Linked DNA regions of Gossypium hirsutum: region 1 is linked to region 2. The links are chromatin contacts, called in public Hi-C maps. All regions are on one chromosome and are shown on one strand. Each heading gives the region's core, a stretch centred on a gene start, on an enhancer-like site or on the middle of the called end of the contact. The rest is flanking DNA. Distances are from core to core; before and after follow the strand shown. Region 1 holds the start of LOC107954596 (elongation factor G-1, mitochondrial). Region 2 has its middle 16 kb from the start of LOC107954563.

Evidence for each region. Hi-C and Micro-C count contacts between places; a contact is called where the count stands out from the background.
Region 1: a contact with region 2 is called in a Hi-C map of leaf, with 1.7 times the contacts expected there. The contact joins the promoter of LOC107954596 here to the enhancer-like site in region 2. A contact is called at or near these places in 3 of 34 Hi-C or Micro-C datasets (all in leaf).

Annotation. Positions count from the first base shown.
Region 1 is chrD07:26,739,360-26,743,740 of Gossypium_hirsutum_v2.1, reverse strand. LOC107954596 (elongation factor G-1, mitochondrial) reads left to right here and starts at 3,016. Exons shown (of 20, transcript XM_016890197.2): 1 at 3,016-3,586; 2 at 3,671-3,892; 3 at 3,976-4,097; 4 at 4,195-4,345. The coding sequence starts at 3,182.
Region 2 is chrD07:26,327,299-26,331,270 of Gossypium_hirsutum_v2.1, reverse strand. No RefSeq gene overlaps it. Among protein-coding and RNA genes, the nearest start is that of LOC107954563, 16 kb to the right of the region's middle. Within about 2 kb of position 2,275, at least 3 of the 9 cell types and tissues checked have an H3K27ac peak or open chromatin away from gene starts, as enhancers often do. A contact at or near this core is called in leaf, where this site is marked.

The DNA of each region.
Region 1 (4,381 bases), core at 1,767-4,266, 410 kb before region 2:
TGTAACACCCCATATTCGGTCCGGTCACCGGATCCGAGCTATAAGGTGTTACAAGTGAATACAAAACATTTTATTTCTTTTCATAGTCTAAATATCAATTTATTCATATCTAATTCAATACAACATGCAATTCAATCAATTTCGGGTTTATATCAAGCTTATGAAAGCTTAAAACCAACCTAGTATCAATCAGGGATCAAATCACAATAAAAATAAAAAGATAGGAAAATTTTACAAACATGGGTCACATGACCGTACCTCTGACAGTGTGGAAGGGATGAGGTTGTTTGGGTGGATTACATGGCCGTGTGGGTGAAAAGTGTAAATATTCAAAAGATGTCACACGGTCTTGTCATCAGGCCGTGTAACAAACTGTGGCCATGTGCACCAAATTCGACCTAAATGTGCAGATCACACGGACGTGCCATATGCCAGTGTACGGCACACAACCATGTATCAAGCCGTGTCAACCTATAAATACCTTCCAAAACAAGCTTTTTAACCTTAATCACTTATACCACAAGTAACACTTCATACTAAGTTTCAACAAATTCGAATGCATCAATATAACATCAAAAACAACACTTATATCAATCAACCTTAAGTACCTAACCAATATGCCACAATTGACACCTCAATTTAACAATTAGAATTCAAACAAAACATCATATTCAACAAATCCAATATGCCTTCCAAGGCAGCTCAAAACAATTAAGATAACATACATCATTTGACCACTTTAAACACCATTTAACAATGATTCAATATCAAGCATATAAACATACACAAGCCATACCAAAACCCTTCAACCTAGCAAGTACAAACCATTCTTTTACTAATTACCTCAAGCATATTACCTTATCAACACCAACCAATTCAACAAGACAACATTGCCATCACTCACATGTTTATGCATATATATACAAGGTTCTCAAAATGCCAACAAAATCCAAATTAAACATTATTTAACCAAAGACTCCTTAAGTACATGTCATGATCCAAATCAAACTATTACCAACTTTTGAGTCCAGGATTGTCACTATATGCTGAGTCGATGATTGAAATGTAAAGTACCTAACTTGCACACAAAAAACAAAACCGTACGCTACTTAAACTTAGTGGTATTTCTATAATCCGAATATTAAAACATAATATAATACATTCAAATGCACGAGTTAGAAGTAATGGATGATCTGCAAATTAACATGTAAATTTCCACTTCTTCATAGCTTCTATTAACAAAATTAACAAAAGTACTAATATGTAGCATTACACTACCATTTCACATTCATTGAATCATTAAACTTTAATATCCTTTTTCATCTCAATTTATAATAATCAATTTCTAAAGTCCACAACATAATCATCAACCAATCATCAATTTACATATGTGACAGTATAACTCATCACAATTGAATTCAATTGCATAATTATAACATTATATCATATTTTTAAAACTATTCAATTTAGTCCTCATCACCAACAACTAATTCAAATCGATTAAAATTAGCTCGTTCTATCATTTCCAGGTTACCTTATGTTATTACTATGCAGCATAGTTCGTAAATGCAACAATTGAAAAAGGTTTGAGTTATAAAAATACAAACCATAAACTCCGAGCTATTCGTCAATGACTTTGTCTTTTCCTTCCTTTTTTGAGAAATCCAGGTCGATGATAGCTATGGATTAACACAAACATACCAATTCATCAATATACAAACAAACTCATACTTAATTGTAAATTTATGAAACTTTTGTATTTTTTCAATTTAGTCCCTAAGACTGGGACTATAGTACTTCTAGGACCTTTTATTTCTCATTTTTACCACTAATTTTTAAATTTATGCATTTTAGTCCCTATTGCACAAAATCATCAATTGACTTTACAATTTAGTCATTTTTCAACTCTAAATTTAAAATTTATCAAATTAACACCAAAAACTTCAACTATTCAACAATAGTAACATCCTAAATCTTTAATAGTATAAATATACAACATGGGTCAACTAACTTAAACTATCAGGATTCCGAAAACATAGAAATTATAAGGAAAAAACTAAATTGAACATACCAATTGAAGATTTAAACTTTGAAACCCTTTGGTCGTTGGTCTCCTATTTTTCTTTCTCCTCGATTCGGTTTTTGCATGAAAATGGATTAAATGTTTTTTTTTCACCTACTTTTCCCACTAACTTGTTTATTATTATGTTTTATTTATTAAATTAATTTGTTAAAATTTTATCACATTTTCTTCGATTACAAAGTACATTACCTTCCACTATCACTATAATAGTGGTTTAATTGCTATAAAAATCCCTCAATCAAGTTCTACTTATTAATTCATTAACAATTAAACTTGATATTTTTATGATTTAGTCCCTGCACCTTAATTTAGCAATAATTTGATAAAAATTACCTAACCGAAATTCAATTCACTTCTAACACAACTCCATAAATATTTAATAAAAAATTTACGAATCCGATTTATGAAAACAGGATTCCAAAACCTCACTTTTCGACATCACTGACGTTTGAATCATTACATAACCGCTAAGACATATTGTTGTGGAGAAGAAAATGGAGGATGGACTTTATCACTATACTTTGGGACCAATTCAAGCATTGTCATTAAAGACATGAGGGAGGATAAGGAGTGACGACCTCCTAACAAGTAGTAGCTTGAGTTTGTATCCATCTATTACCCAACGAAAGAATGGCCACTACCTTCGGTTGCTAGATTTGGTGTATGTTGTGGAGCTCTTTCATGTGCTGGTTATTTTTTGGTTGTTGCATAAGTAAATGATATCAAGAATTCTTTCTTCAACAGAGACATGCCATGATATTGGCTAGCGCCTATGTTTAGGCATTGGCTTCAAAACGTGACCTTAGTGGTATGGTTGAGATATGAGGTTGGGACCCTTGTGCTATGATTTGTTGGTCTCTTTTTGGATTGTTTTAGGGCCCAACTACATATTTAGAACAAGAACTAATGGGCTTATGTAAAACAAATGAAGTCACCAAATAGGCCCGGACGAATATCCAAATTAACCGACCACCGGAGAAAATGAATCCGAATTGTTCCTGATCCGCCCCATTTTCAGAACCCGAACGGGAAACTAAAAACCCCTTATTTTGGGTTTAGGGTTTTGCCCGCACCAAGCAGCACTACCCATATTCCACCATGGCGCGATTCCAAAGATCCGCAGTCCCGCGCCTCCTTTACACCTTGTACTCCACCAAAGCGGCGCCCTACTGTTCCCCCTCCCCGACCGCCGCCCTCCTCCTGGGGAACTTCGAGGTCCGTCATTTCGCTGCTGGCAACGTCGCGCGAGCAAAGGACGACAAAGAAACATGGTGGAAAGAGTCCATGGAACGACTCCGAAACATCGGAATCTCCGCTCACATCGACTCGGGAAAGACCACACTGACAGAGCGGGTTCTCTATTATACCGGCCGGATCCACGAGATCCACGAGGTTCGCGGGAAAGACGGCGTCGGAGCAAAGATGGATTCCATGGATTTAGAAAGAGAGAAAGGAATTACTATCCAATCTGCTGCCACGTATTGCACCTGGAAAGATTACCAGGTTCGTATGGTATTTTGAATTTGACCTAATTTGACTCTTTGTGTTACTTATTATGACGTGCAAATTTTCCATCTGCTGTTTCAGATTAATATAATCGATACGCCTGGTCACGTTGATTTTACGATTGAAGTCGAGAGGGCGCTGCGTGTTCTTGACGGTGCCATTTTAGTTCTGTGTAGCGTTGGTGGTGTACAAAGTCAGTCAATTACTGTTGATCGGCAAATGAGAAGATACGAGGTGCCAAGACTCGCATTTATTAACAAGCTCGATCGAATGGGAGCTGATCCATGGAAAGTTCTCAACCAGGTACATTCATGTAACTGAATTGATGTTATTGAACTTCACACATTTAACAGTGGCATTCTGATCGTTTCTGTGCCTGGTGTCAGGCAAGGTCTAAGCTTCGGCATCATACTGCGGCTGTGCAAGTTCCAATTGGTTTGGAAGAAAACTTTAAGGGACTTATCGACCTTGTGCAGCTAAAAGCTTATTATTTTCATGGTTCCAGCGGGTTTGTTTCGATCTCTCTGGTTCACTTAATTTTTCTTCGTGTAACAGCCATTTTCATTTCCTGTTCTTTCTTTTTGGTCATATAATAACTATTGCAGAGAAAAAGTTGTGTCTGAGGGTATACCAGCAGATATGGAAGCCATAGTTGCAGAAAAGAGACGTGAACTAATAGAAGTAGTTTCTGAAGTGGATGATAAACTAGCTGAAGGATTTCTAAATGATGAGCCTATTTCCCCTGCTGATCTTGAGGTCTGTCCGGGGACTGGTGATTTATTTAATTCTTTT
Region 2 (3,972 bases), core at 1,026-3,525:
GTTCTCTCAGTAACATGAAGCAATAATTGTCCCCCATTTGGTTGATAAACTAGTGCAAAATCTAAGACTTATCATGTTGTCTTAATATCGGCCACCAACATAGCCACGATAAAAGCAACCAAAAAAAGGTGGTGTACATTAATTTACAGCATATAATATATACATGAATCTTAACAAAACCTTAGTTTCTTGGTGTTAACAAATTTTCTTCGACAGCTTATGCTTATCCTCCATATATCCCTTTTCTTTGCCTCTCTTTTGATTTATCTTTTAATCTGTAAAACTACGTTTTACTATATTTTATTGATTACCCAGAAGAATTGTTGTATTATGGATCAATTTTGTTTAGTTCACGCTACAAAACACCATGATTTCATGGCCACACTCAAAGCCTCACACACTGCCAAAGCAAATGGTTGTCTCACATGTGATCCATCCAACCTGTTCACGGAAAACAGCAAATAAATCAAAATAAAATAAAACCCATTTGAAAAGATGCTAAATTTGACCCAAAAAATGCTGCTTTTTTTTTTCATTTGAGTTCACTTCCATATTCCCATATGGTCCCATGAAATCCATTAAACCTGGATCAAGCAAAGGCACGATGCAGCTGGAGAAATGGGAAACCTGTGGCCGTGCATAGTAAGTTATGCTGATGTGTGTCTCTACACGCTTGGCCTCGATATCTTTTTTGACTATCATTTGAAAACAATTCAAATGTATTCCGAGAAATATACACTTCACTTCCAATATCAAATTATGGAGATAAAGAAAGGCAAATAGCATATAACTTTTCCTGCACGTTAGGTTACATTTCATAGCCAACTCTTGAGAGTCATCTTTGTAACTTTCCGTCCCTTTACCGCTTGCTTTTCGTAATTTTTCTCCATGTCTCCTATCAATACGTCGGCTGAAGATAACTAGATACCACTCTACCCTTGAAATTGATTGGAAATTTGACTTCACTATACCAATGATACAAGGAAGATCATTCCATTGACAGCTGACTTTCTTGTGGCTCATCTTGTCATTTTCCTCTTGTTCATTAACCAAAGGGCCCAGCAGCCTAGTAATCCTTGTAACAAGTCTGAGAATTCCAAAGTTGTTCAATTTTCTAAGTTGCTTGACGACCAATGGCAGGCCAATTCCAATTTTCTCTTTCTTTCAAAAACTACAACTTTTGCTGTAAATAAGAATATACACACTTTTTCAAAATGACATTTCATGGTGAAAAAAGGTTGCAATGCACTAAAGCAGTAGTGGGTCGAAATGGTCAGTTTAGTGGGGTTCCTTACTTCCTTTGAAACTTTGAAAAGCTCAGCACAAGAATGAGTTCCCATTTTGTTTTTCTTATTAATTTCCAGAGAGAGAGGTGAAGAAGGGGGTTGTGTCTGAATGTTCACTGCCACCGGTAAATCAGGCCTACTCATTACGCAATGGACTTTGAACTGTGAAAGTTAGGCTACCGACTTGCTCTTTTGCCCCTTCAAACGAATTAAAAAGACACCCCCAATTGCCTCTTTATTTTGTTACCAACTTGGATGTAAGCAGTTGATTAAGACAGATATAATTGTAATGGCAATCTTTTATCAGGAGTTGTTAAGTATCTACCGCACAAACTTTCTGGTGAAACTAAATCTAATTTGAGGTGATGTATATAGCTCAGCTTTTGCTGATTTAAAGTCTTTATCAACATGCTTTTGTATTCATGTCATGTGGTAAAAGATTGCAAATAGCAGTCAAAGCTGCTGCACATCACGAGCATAGGGTTCTACAAAATACTAGTCTATGTTGATGAAAATTAAAACCATCATCCATTTTTTATACGGAGAAATTAAAAGAGAGACAGAATTGGGTGGTCAAACCAAGGTCTTATTCAACCATAATGATTTAGTATTACCTTACCCTTCTACCTTTACTAACCCTTTTTTGACTATAAGACTTTATATTGAGAAGATGTAATGGTAGGTGACTTATTATCATTAACATATATAGTTTTGGAAATCTTTAATTTTCAATATTTTTTTGTGAACTATTGGCTTTGATATAGGCTAAGTAACAATTCAATAGTAATTATGTTATTTACTGAAACTGTAAATACACACTTGTGGATCAATATGTATACATTGTACAAGTTTGTATTTAGATTTTATTTCTCATTTAAACATGTTTAAATAAAATTCCAAAGTTTTGGTTTAAAAACGATGCCCAGGCGACAACGATGTAGCCCATCTGTTCCAATATGGGAAGCTATGAAGCCCACAAATAAATGGGTAGTTGAAGCCAAAAATTTGCGTGAGCCTTAAGCCCAATACTTCATAATAAACAGCCCTGCGCCTTACTTAATTTCAATTGAAAATTAATTTTATTCAAAAAGTAACAAAGTTTTTATTTTTTATATATTTATACAAATTTTACAGAAAAATTAAATCCAAAATAAATCTACAAATACACACCAATATTTAAAAAAGAAATTCAGTTTTATCGTTTCAACCAAAACTCATTTGGTTTTGTACATAATTTTTTTATGAATATATTTTTTATTTTTTTTTCAGAAATTCCTCACAGTCAAATATTCTAAAATTACATAAAATTAATAAATAAAACATACATGACAACTTTTTAAATCCATTTATGACGTGTTTTTTAATTTTATTGCCATGATAATAATTTTTAGGGTAAAATATGCCATAAGATCATTTATTTTTCGTAAATTTAGAATTTAATTCTTATATTTTTATTTTTTAAAAATTGAGTTCTTTATTTTTCATATTACTGATAAAATTATTTTGTTAAATTTTAGTTCACTACTACATTATATGATTATCAAGTTAGTGTTTTTTATTATAAAATATCACATTAATAAATTTAACAAAATAAAATTAACAATATTTATAATTGAACTTGAATTTTAAATTTTAAAAAATAAAAAAAATTAATTTTTTTAAAAATAAAAGTAGAGAGTAAATTCAACAAATTAAAGACTTATGAAATGTTTTAACCATATATTTCAAATTACCACTTGTAAGTTTATCGGCTTTAATTTATTACTGCATTCATGTTTTTTCCCCTTGGTTTTTTTTTTTCCGATACTAGCATACATGTGCAATCTTCCAAATATCCATTATTTACATTAACATTATTAACATATTCTAAAAGATAATACCATTGACAAAGTATTTGTTTTCTTATTGCTAGTGGAAAATTAATGACTAATTTCACTAGAAATTGTGGCAATATTACTTGGGCAAAGAGATATTTCATTCAACGAACTTACAAGGCTTAAATTTTTTACAAAACAAAAGCCTAATAAAAGTCAATAACTTATGAAAGAAAAGAGCCTCAAAATGTACTCTGGATCAAAGTTTGTGATCAAAGCACACAGAATCGCTCAACGAGAATAACTGATTAAATTAGACTTATTTAATCTATTTGAACTGACTCGATTAGTGGAGCATAGAGGGAAGACCATTAACTTGAAGCATAGTGACCTAGTGAAACACTCTACTAATTTAGAGTTACTAGGATAAATATGATTAATCCTAAGGATAAGATTTTGTAGTGTTCAAATTCCTTAGGACTCTCATCTTATAGATAGACTTTAATCTAATTCATTAATGCAATTTAAATTGTATCATTGGACCTAATAGGGCTTAACTATAAATAGAGACTTTTCCCCTCATTTGTAATCATCTCACCAAATAGTAGTTAAATACTTTGAGACCATTTACTCAAACACATTGTGTGCAATCTTTCTTGTGCCATTTTCTTTTCGCTTATATGTTTGCTTTTGTGAAGTTTCGGTGGCTTAGAGAATTTCTTTTAAAATTCTCACTTTTTCAAGAGTTAAGCTGACTTAGATGGATTTGAACCAAAGATATCACCTAAGGTCGCGCGGTTTGCCAGACTAAAGTTCTAAGCTTGTAACAAAAGTTAGTAGATCTAAACTTGATTCCAAACAAATTAGGATCG